Linked DNA regions of Sus scrofa: all the other regions are linked to region 3. The links are chromatin contacts, called in public Hi-C and promoter capture Hi-C maps. All regions are on one chromosome and are shown on one strand. Each heading gives the region's core, a stretch centred on a gene start, on an enhancer-like site or on the middle of the called end of the contact. The rest is flanking DNA. Distances are from core to core; before and after follow the strand shown.

The links. Promoter capture Hi-C pulls out the DNA fragments that hold promoters and counts their contacts. A called contact is a pair of places that touch in the nucleus more often than the background predicts.
Region 1: a contact with region 3 is called in a promoter capture Hi-C map of liver, with 5 times the contacts expected there. The contact joins the promoter of KHK here to the promoter of ATRAID in region 3. A contact is called at or near these places in 2 of 5 promoter capture datasets (fetal skeletal muscle and liver), 7 of 47 Hi-C or Micro-C datasets (heart right ventricle, liver and skeletal muscle) and 2 of 2 datasets of contacts at active chromatin or transcription factors (alveolar macrophages and skeletal muscle).
Region 2: a contact with region 3 is called in a Hi-C map of alveolar macrophages, with 1.9 times the contacts expected there. The contact joins the promoter of MPV17 here to the promoter of ATRAID in region 3. A contact is called at or near these places in 1 of 5 promoter capture datasets (liver) and 3 of 47 Hi-C or Micro-C datasets (alveolar macrophages, epiblast stem cells and liver).

Annotation. Positions count from the first base shown.
Region 1 is chr3:112,030,332-112,033,313 of Sscrofa11.1, reverse strand. KHK (ketohexokinase) reads left to right here and starts at 1,699. Exons shown (of 8, transcript XM_003125300.4): 1 at 1,699-2,368. The coding sequence starts at 2,277. EMILIN1 (EMILIN-1) reads left to right here. Exons shown (of 8, transcript XM_003125303.4): 7 at 31-168; 8 at 656-1,404. The coding sequence ends at 984.
Region 2 is chr3:111,821,628-111,824,622 of Sscrofa11.1, reverse strand. MPV17 (protein Mpv17) reads right to left here and starts at 1,548. Exons shown (of 8, transcript XM_021087692.1): 1 at 1,506-1,548; 2 at 948-1,022. The coding sequence starts at 1,017.
Region 3 is chr3:111,918,373-111,921,072 of Sscrofa11.1, reverse strand. It overlaps ATRAID (all-trans retinoic acid-induced differentiation factor), which reads left to right and starts at 1,307. Exons shown (of 8, transcript XM_003125294.4): 1 at 1,307-1,564; 2 at 2,273-2,394. The coding sequence starts at 1,466. It overlaps SLC5A6 (sodium-dependent multivitamin transporter), which reads right to left and starts at 1,770. Exons shown (of 18, transcript XM_021087700.1): 1 at 1,726-1,770; 2 at 564-630.

The DNA.
Region 1 (2,982 bases), core at 450-2,949, 110 kb before region 3:
CTCTCTGACACCCTCCCCACCCCCACCCAGGAGTGGAGGGGGCACCAGCAGCCTCTGTGCCCCGGGTGGCGTTTTCAGCTGCCCTGAGTTTGCCCCGGTCCGAACCAGGCACAGTGCCCTTTGACAGAGTCCTGCTCAATGACGGGGGCTACTATGATCCACAGACTGGTAAGCTGGGCAGTGGGCGGCTGGGCACTGCGGGAATCAGGGAGGCGGGGCAGTGATGCCCGCGCTCTTGCCTCTTCAGACAAGCTGAATCTTTTCATTCTCTGGTTTGGGGAGACCCTTGTTCTTTCCTTCATTAGTCATTTCCTTCATTTAATCTTTTAATCTTCAATCATTTAATCTTCATTAATCTTTCCTTCATTTCATCATTCTCACCAGAGGGCTGAGGACTGGGGTGGGAAGGGAAGAGCCCATCTTCCCACAGCTCTTTATGGGCGGCCTGCTCTTGCCCAGGCACTGTTTTAAATGCTGGCGATTCAGAAATGAACAAAGCACCCATTTCCCCGCTGTTGTGGAGCTTACATTCTCGCAGAAGGGAGGCAAAGCTCCCAGTGGGCCCCTCCCTAGTCTAGGAGCTCTGGATGGGCTCCCAGACACCTTCCTGGCCCCTGCCACCTGTCTCCCTCCTGACTGCCACCGTTGTCCCCAGGCGTGTTCACCGCCCCTCTGGCTGGACGCTACTTGCTGAGTGCGGTGCTGACTGGGCATCGGCACGAGAAAGTGGAGGCCGTGCTGTCGCGCTCCAACCTGGGTGTGGCCCGCATAGACTCCGGTGGCTACGAGCCTGAGGGCCTGGAGAATAAGCCGGTGGCCGAGAGCCAGCCCAGCCCGGGCGCCCTAGGCGTCTTCAGCCTTATCCTGCCGCTGCAGGCCGGGGATACGGTCTGCATCGACCTGGTCATGGGGCAGCTGGCGCACTCGGAGGAGCCGCTCACCATCTTCAGCGGAGCCCTGCTCTACGAGGACCAGGAGCTGTAACAGGTGTAGACAGGGGGCTGGGCCGCCGGCTACCGCCCGCCAAAGAGCCAGCGGGGGCGGCGGGCTCGCCGGGTCTCGCCTGGGACTGGGCGCTGACTCCGGGCGAGCCGCCGTTTCCGTACCCGCCGCGGCACAGGCGCCCGGAGCAGCCTCCTTCCCACGGTCGGAGCGCGCCGGGTCGGGGACTCGGGTTCCCTCGTTCAGACTTTCGGACTGATCGCCGTCCCCTGCAAGACCCGGACTGCGGAGGAGCCAATCCTCGCACCCTTTGCTCCCCCAGCTGGCCTCTAGACCGAGTCCCTGGGCTCCAGGGCTCTCTCTCGAGGGGCCTCGGGACCCCACCGCCATACTAAACTATTCAGGAATAAAGACATTTGGTTTTTCTAAAAAAAACAAAATACAACAAAAAAAGGCCGTTTACTCCAGCGTGTGTTCAAGCGTAGACAGGCGTACACAGGGGACGGGGCGAGAGAGCCTGGGACCCCGGACCCCGCTTGAGCTCTGCGCTCTGCCTGGGTGGCTCTGCCAGCCCTTGCTCCGGACGCGCGGGCCAGAAGGGCTCCCGCCCCCTTGGAGCCGCAGCGGGGCCTGCCTCCTGGTCGCGCCCTTGCTGCGGGCGTCCGCCAGAGGGCGCTGGAAGCCGGGACCGCGGCGCCGCTAGGCGGGCCTGCCGTCACGTGACCGCCGCCGCTCACCTCGCGGGCCCTCGCTGCTCCACCACGGAGGCTAGACTCGCGCTGGGATTGGCCGAGGCTCGGGGGCGGGGCTGCCGGGACAGCGCAAGCCGCGGCGGCTCGGGATGCCCGGCTCGGGCCGTAGCTGCGAGGCCCTGCTTCACGCCGCCCGTCTAGGTGCTGGGAGGCAGGGCAAGGGATGCCTTTCTGCTGCCACTTTGTCTTGGCATTCAAGAGGGTGCCCAGCCGCGCTTTAGAGAGATTTGCGGTAGTCGGAGTCCGTCGGACAAATGAGGAAACTGAGGGCGAGAAGTGGGAAGCGGAGCCATCTCCTGGGCCGCGCAGCCTGCTGAGCGAAAGCCGGGGACCAAGACCTCGGGGTCTGCGCTCCCAGGCCCGCTGGGGTCGGTGGGTGTGGGGGGCAGGAGCCCGGCTCCGTCCCCTGCACCCCACTGCACCCCTCGCCGCCGGAGGAGACTCCCTGGAGGAGGAGCTCAGGACGCGGAGGAGGAGCCAGGACAGCCCCTGCGAGCGGGACACGATCCTCCAAGATAAGAGGCCGAGCCCGGGAGGAAGCCCGTCAGCCGGGCCAGCCGAGAAAGCTCCGGGAGCGGCCTCATGGAAGAGAAGCAGATCCTGTGCGTGGGGCTAGTGGTGCTGGACATCATCAATGTGGTGGACAAGTACCCGGAGGAGGACACGGACAGCAGGTAGGGATGCCCGGGCCTCTCGGAAACCTCAGGGACCGCTGCCGCCGCCGCCTTGTGCCCGGCGACCAAGAATACGGGGCTGCGGAGCCGGGGCCCCGTGCCCTCTGCCTGTGGCCTTGAGTGCATTGTGTTCGCCGGTTCCCATTTCCACCCTGGGACCGGGTCAGACATCATTGTCCTCATTTTACCGAGTAAGCAAATAGAGACCCCGAGAGTCGCAGTGACTTATGCGAGGGCAAGCAGCTAAGAAGGTGCATGCAGGGCCAGTTTCTTTGTGTTTTCCTTTTTTTTTGGTCTTTTTTAGGGCCTTACCTGCGGCATATGGAAGTTCCCAGGCTAGGGGTGGCCTTACAGCACAGCCATAACAATGCTGGATCCGAGCTGCGTCTGAGACCCACACCGCAGCTCATGGCAACGTCGGATCCTTAACCCACCGAGGGAGGCCAGGGATGTGCCGGTTGTGGCTCAGCTGTACTAGTTTCCATGAGGATGAGCCACGACCGGAACTCCAGTTTTTTCCTTTTTAATAGCAAGACCTATATGCCCGCCTCTCACCGGCACTGACTTCTAATATATTTACCACATAGAGAGCTCATCTGTTTCTTTAAAAAAAA
Region 2 (2,995 bases), core at 299-2,798, 97 kb after region 3:
GCTCACAGGGCTGCGGTTGAGCGGCCTGGCTTTCAGCAGGCGCCCCCTCCCCCTTTAACAGTCTTCCTCTCAGAAGCCCGTTCCCTTCCTTGAAGCCCAGGCAAGACCCCATCTGAACCCGGTCACCCTTGCACTGCCTCGACAGTCATCCTTTCCCCTCATAAAACTTATCTCTTTGCCCTCCCCTCTCCTATTAGCATATGCAAAATGAAGATGATAACAAATACAGGTAATCAAAGGGTTACCTTTGTGAGGTTGACACGCAATCACTGGATTTAGAGTAAAAATAAGTCCTTGATTAGTATATTGTTTGGGGACATGGCCATAGGTAGTAAAACTACAAGAAAAGCAAAAGAGTGATGTAAGTGAAACTCAAGAAAGTGGTTTTCTCTTGAGGTGCATGAATTAGGGACAGGCGCTCCAGGGGTCTCGATAGAGGAGTATTCAGTGTAATGTTATTTAAGTGGTGCATACATATCTAATCATTCTTTTGTGTGTTAGGATATATTCCCCAATAAAAACAATGCTAAGAAAAATAATCTGTGTAAGAGTATGATTCCAGCACTTATTAGGTGTGTGATCGAATGCGGACCCAAGTTATCTTAGCCCACACACCTTTGTGGGACCCTCTGAGATAATGTGTGTTGAAAGTCTTTTTGCACACTGTAAAATGTTAAAGGAGTCTTTGTTATTGTTCATTTCTAAGTTAAGGCTTCCTGGGCAATGCTTTTATCCTAAAGGGATGACTCCTTAGGTTTTTAAGAACTTTCAGATCTTACTTTACAGCTAGGCTACCTATGCACACCCCTTTCCTTAAGAACAGCCTGGGGACACCCCTCTAAAATAGACTGGGGTGAGAGCCAATCCTTCAAGAGGGCTGTGGTGGAGGGACTTCTGCCTCCCAAATCATTTGCTGTGGTACCACCAGGTCCCACGGGGACACTCACCAGCAGTCAAGACCTGTACTTTCCATGGGTGAGCAGTCAGAGCCCTCTGGTATGCCCGCCAAAGTGCCATGCTTCCTGTCAAGCCGAGAAGAGAGGGGAGGTCACTCCCACTGTCCCTTCCCACAGTTAAAAAGACGCTTGTCTTTACCTTCTGCCCACTCCCTCTCCCCCTCCCGCCTCTACAGGGGTAGCGGCTTCTGGACAGCTTCCTGTCACAGGGGTCGCCTTAGAGGTCGGGTAAGAGAGGAAGGCTGTGGGCAGCTATGGAATCCCGGGGGCTGCCACCCGCCACCCTACCCCCAGCCGTGAAGCAGGGCTATCTGGGGGCCTTCGTCCCGACTGAGACACACAAGAGGGCGGGTCTGCTCTGGCTTTCTCCCCACAGCCTGCTCGGTCCCCAGATTCAGACTCTTAGTTGGAACCGGCCCGCATCCTTCCAGAGCCCAAATCCACACCGGAAATAGGGTGGCTCCCTGGGCTTGGAACTGCCCCACGCCCTGCGGGCACTCCGGGCGCGCGGCGCTTTGAGACTGTGACTGTGGATCCCCAGCTACTCACCTGGGCGGGAGCGCAATCCCTGCCACGTGACCTGAGCGGGAGGCGGTACTTCCGCCCCAAGTCTCGCCCCTTCCGCTCGGCTTCCTTCGGCAGCCACGGCCGGAATGGGAGTGGACTGAGCCACTAAGCCCGCGGTGAGCGGCGCGGCTCGGTCTGCTCCGGGTTTTGGTGCGGGGCCCGCCTGCCATACTTCCCACCTGCGTCCGACCCCCGCCTCTTCTGCTCCTTCTCTCCCCGGGGCCGGGGCCTCTTAACCTGGGCAGACCCTCACTGTTCCCGCATCCCGGAACTGGCCAAGGTCCTGACCTCCTTCCCGGGCTCAGGAATCGTAGTTTGGAAAGCATTAGCCACAGTTAAATGCGTGCGTGTGTGTTAACTTTTAAAAAATGTCTCCAAGTTCTTCACTAGCCTCAATTGCGAGCTCCTGAATAGGTGGAACTGGGTCTTGTTCAAATATATCGTCCTCACAGCAGCTAGTTCAGCGTTTTGTTTATAATGGCCTCTTGAAATGCTGCGCAAAGATGACTTCTCCGTGGAAAGCACTGGGATTAGAGAACCTCAGAAGGTTTGGGTACTGGCTTCAAAACTAGAGGGCTTGCAGCCTTGGTCATCACTAGACTTGAATTTAGGTTCCTCATCTGTGAAATGAGGGATTTGGACTGTTTTTTGAACTGGGCTCCTCAGTTTGGGGAGGGGGTTAGGTGTTTGGGGAGTAGAGTATCACAGGGCCTTCTTTACCTCAACTTTTAAAAAATATCTGTATACCTCTAGAAAAAAAACACAGTTAAAGGGGTTCACAACTAGGTGTTTGTAAACCAACAGATTAGGTAATTTCCTAATCTGTTTCAGCTCTATCGTTCTATAATTTTGTGAACCTAGCGCAACATCCTTTCTAGAAAAGTGGAGATTTAGAAGATCTCTGGCAGATTTGTCAGGCTGGCAGCCCCTGTTAATCATTTTCAGGGAGCCCACTTCAGGAGGCAGCCGTATCTTTTTTGTTTGTTTTTCATTATTGTGTGTGTGGTGTTGTTGTTTTTCATCTGACTCTTTCAGGCTCTTTACCTGGCTCTCTCCAGCCCCAATTTATTTTCATTCCTGTATGATTAAGGCAGGGGAAATCCTTTTACAGACACTGGAAAAACACAGTGAGGAAACAAGAGAGGTCATGTCACAAACATTTAACTAAAGGTTTCTATATGCAAAACACCGTACCAGAGGAGTGAACTTACACTAGGAGATAAATGTGCTAAGGAGACCAAATGTGCTAAATTGGAAAGTTGTATTCTGAAGTCAGACGGTCTAGGTTCAAACCCCTGCAGCACCACTCAGTAGTCATGTAAACTTACTCAGGCTGCTTTAACCTCTCAGAATCTTAGCAAGTAAAATGGGGGCAATACCAGCCTCATAGAATTCAATTAAGTAACATGTGCTAAAGTATGTGAGATTGATCAAATGCTTAGTAAACTCTTGTTTATCATCTTTTCCTTCCT
Region 3 (2,700 bases), core at 58-2,557:
GATGGCTGAAGAAAGAGAAGGGAAGCCAAAAGGAAGAGACGGGTTTTTCCACTAAAACTGGCACATAGGGCACAAGAAGCTGCCTGTGGGACCCTTTTAAAAAGTCTAACATACACAGACGAGAAAGAGACTCAATTTTCACCACCTTAACCATGCCCCCCCCCCCCCTGGTCACAAACTGGATGGCTTTGACTCCTACAAAAGGCAAAGGGGCCACTTTGGGACCAACCTTCCTAGGGCTTCAAAATTTGACCTCGTGCCTAGAATTCTTCAAGGTCTGAAAAGCTTTAGGGTCCTCATTAAAATCCTAGTAACTACAAAAGCCTTAGAAAATGTGCCAGCCCTCTGAGAGGAAATCCTTTCAGAAGCTTCCTGACACCTGGGGCTAGGTGGAAGGGAAGCCTGGCTCCTTAAGATAAGCGTTGGTTAGCTTTGATGAACTCCTGATGGCCCTAACCAAAGCCAACACTCAGTCCCTCCCAGCACACGGCTCGCTCTCACTCTCGGTGCCCTTCAGTCAAGGCCCCAGGGCCAACCAGGTACAGCACTCGTCTTACCCTTACCTCCGCCGCCCAGCCAAGGCTAAGAAGGTCCCGTGGTTCTTCCCGAGTTCTGCATCACTCTTTTTTTCTGGCAAACAAAGAAGATGAGGAATTAGGGAAGCATCTCGCCTTCCCCTATCTCCCTGCCAGGGCACCAGACACCGCGTGGTTTCAGGACGGAGGTGAAAAAGCGTGCCTCGGGTGTCCCCAGGCTCCTCTCCTCCCAGGGGGTTTGCCCTTAGCCCTTCGCTCCTCCATCTCCCTTACCCTCTTTACTTTCTAGCTTCTCTCCTCCCCTCCACAGGCGAGGCGGCGGGACCACTACCACCTCGCCCGGGGCACCTCCGATCTTCCCGGGCCACCACGCTCGGGGCCGACTCATCCCGCCCCTTCTCTCCCGCCCCTCCCCTCCCTACGCCACTCTCCTGAGCCTCTATGCTCCGGCCCAGCCCCTTGCGGCCCGCCCTCGTCCCGCCCACCTGCCGGGTCTCCGCAGGAGGGTCCGGGCCGGTCCCGCCGCGCCTGGCCGGGTGACAGCAGGGTCCCGCCCCCTGCCCGCCCCCGCCGCGCCGCCATGTTTACTGAGGGCGGAAGAATCGGCCCCAAGGCGCTGCGGCGACGCGACCTCGGCGTCCAGGCTGGAGGAACGCGGGGCTGAGAGAGCGGTCGTGGGGAGAGCCTTCATGTAACAGGGAAAAGAAGGGGCGGTCTGGCCCCCCAAAGGAGGACGAAGGCCCACAAAGAAGAGCGCTGGCCTCCGCGCGCTACGGCAACCCCCAGCCGGCGGACTGGCCGAGCCGGCTGACTGGCCGGGCCGACGGACCGCTCAACTAGCCACACCCCCGGGAAGGGCCAGAGGCGGTGGGGGCGGGGCCACACGCTCAAGTCTCGCGATCAGCTGAGAAGGACGGAGGGAGCAGAAAATGGCCCGTCCCGGTTTCCGCAGTCCCTCGAGCTTGGTGCCCCGGGCTGCAGCCCTGCTCCTCGTTCTGAGCGTGCCAAGGGCTTTGGCGTTACCCGAGGTACTGAAGCAAATTAGAGGCTGGGTTGAAACAGAGTTGCTCGCCGGCCCTCGGCTCTCCCCTCTTGGCCTCTCCCCTGCCAGCCCGCAGCCCGGATTTCGTCCCTGGGGCCTCCCTAGCGTAACCCAGTCGGCTCCACGGCTCCACGCCGGAGTACTCACGCTGCTGTCTCCCAGCGCCTCCGCGCTGCCGATGTCCAAAGACCTTTGAAATTTGACCTCCTCCCTCCTCAATGTTTGAGTAACTTTTAAGTTTTTCTTTCTACCAACAAGTCCTCTGGTTATTCTGCAAAATCACGACGCACGAACGCCGTATACCCTGCGGTGGCTGGACTGTACGTTCTGTTATGCTTGATGAGATCTTTGTGTACCTGCAGTCCTTTTATACCCGGTCAAATCGCGGCTGGCAGATTGAGAAGTCATTGGAGAGGGCATAATAAATATGTTCCAATAGTAATTCTCAAAGATGAGGTCCTTCCCTGGATGAGATCTGGTACAGAAATTCTCTGGTGCCCTGTTTTGGCACCTGGCTCCAGAAACGCTGTCTTCTAGTAAATCTGACGTAAAGGTAGGACACGTCTATGCCCTGAGTTAGAGGAATTCTAGACTGGCAGTTAATTTTTGGTCCCTGTTTTGTTTTTGTTTTTGTTTTTGTTCTTTTCCCTTGGCTTTTCTTTCTGGAGTCCTAATAGTTTTATCTCTTCTGCAGATATGCATCCAGTGTCCAGGGGATGTGCAAAATTTGTCAGAAGTGGCCCTTTATTGTAAACAGACACCAGAGCTAATGCTGCAAGGCCGCTGCTGCCTGAATGGGAAGGGCACCATCCTGGGGTGAGGAAGGAGAAGACATCTCTGGATATTGGAAAAGAGTTCCCAAACTGGATTCTTCAACGCTTGCCTGATTGGCTTTTAGGATAACTATTGGTACCTATTTTGGAGGCCTCTAAACTATGAGTCTCAGACTTTAAATCTGTTATAGCATTTTTGGCTAAGTAAACTACCCTGTGGCGCTTCCTGGTTGAAATGAGTAAATGTCGTAATATTTGCCTTTTCTTTTTTAAAAGTCTTTATGGCTTTGTTTAAAAAAAAAATTCTTTCTTTATTATCAGCTCTTTGGCTCATTTACTATGTGTCTCC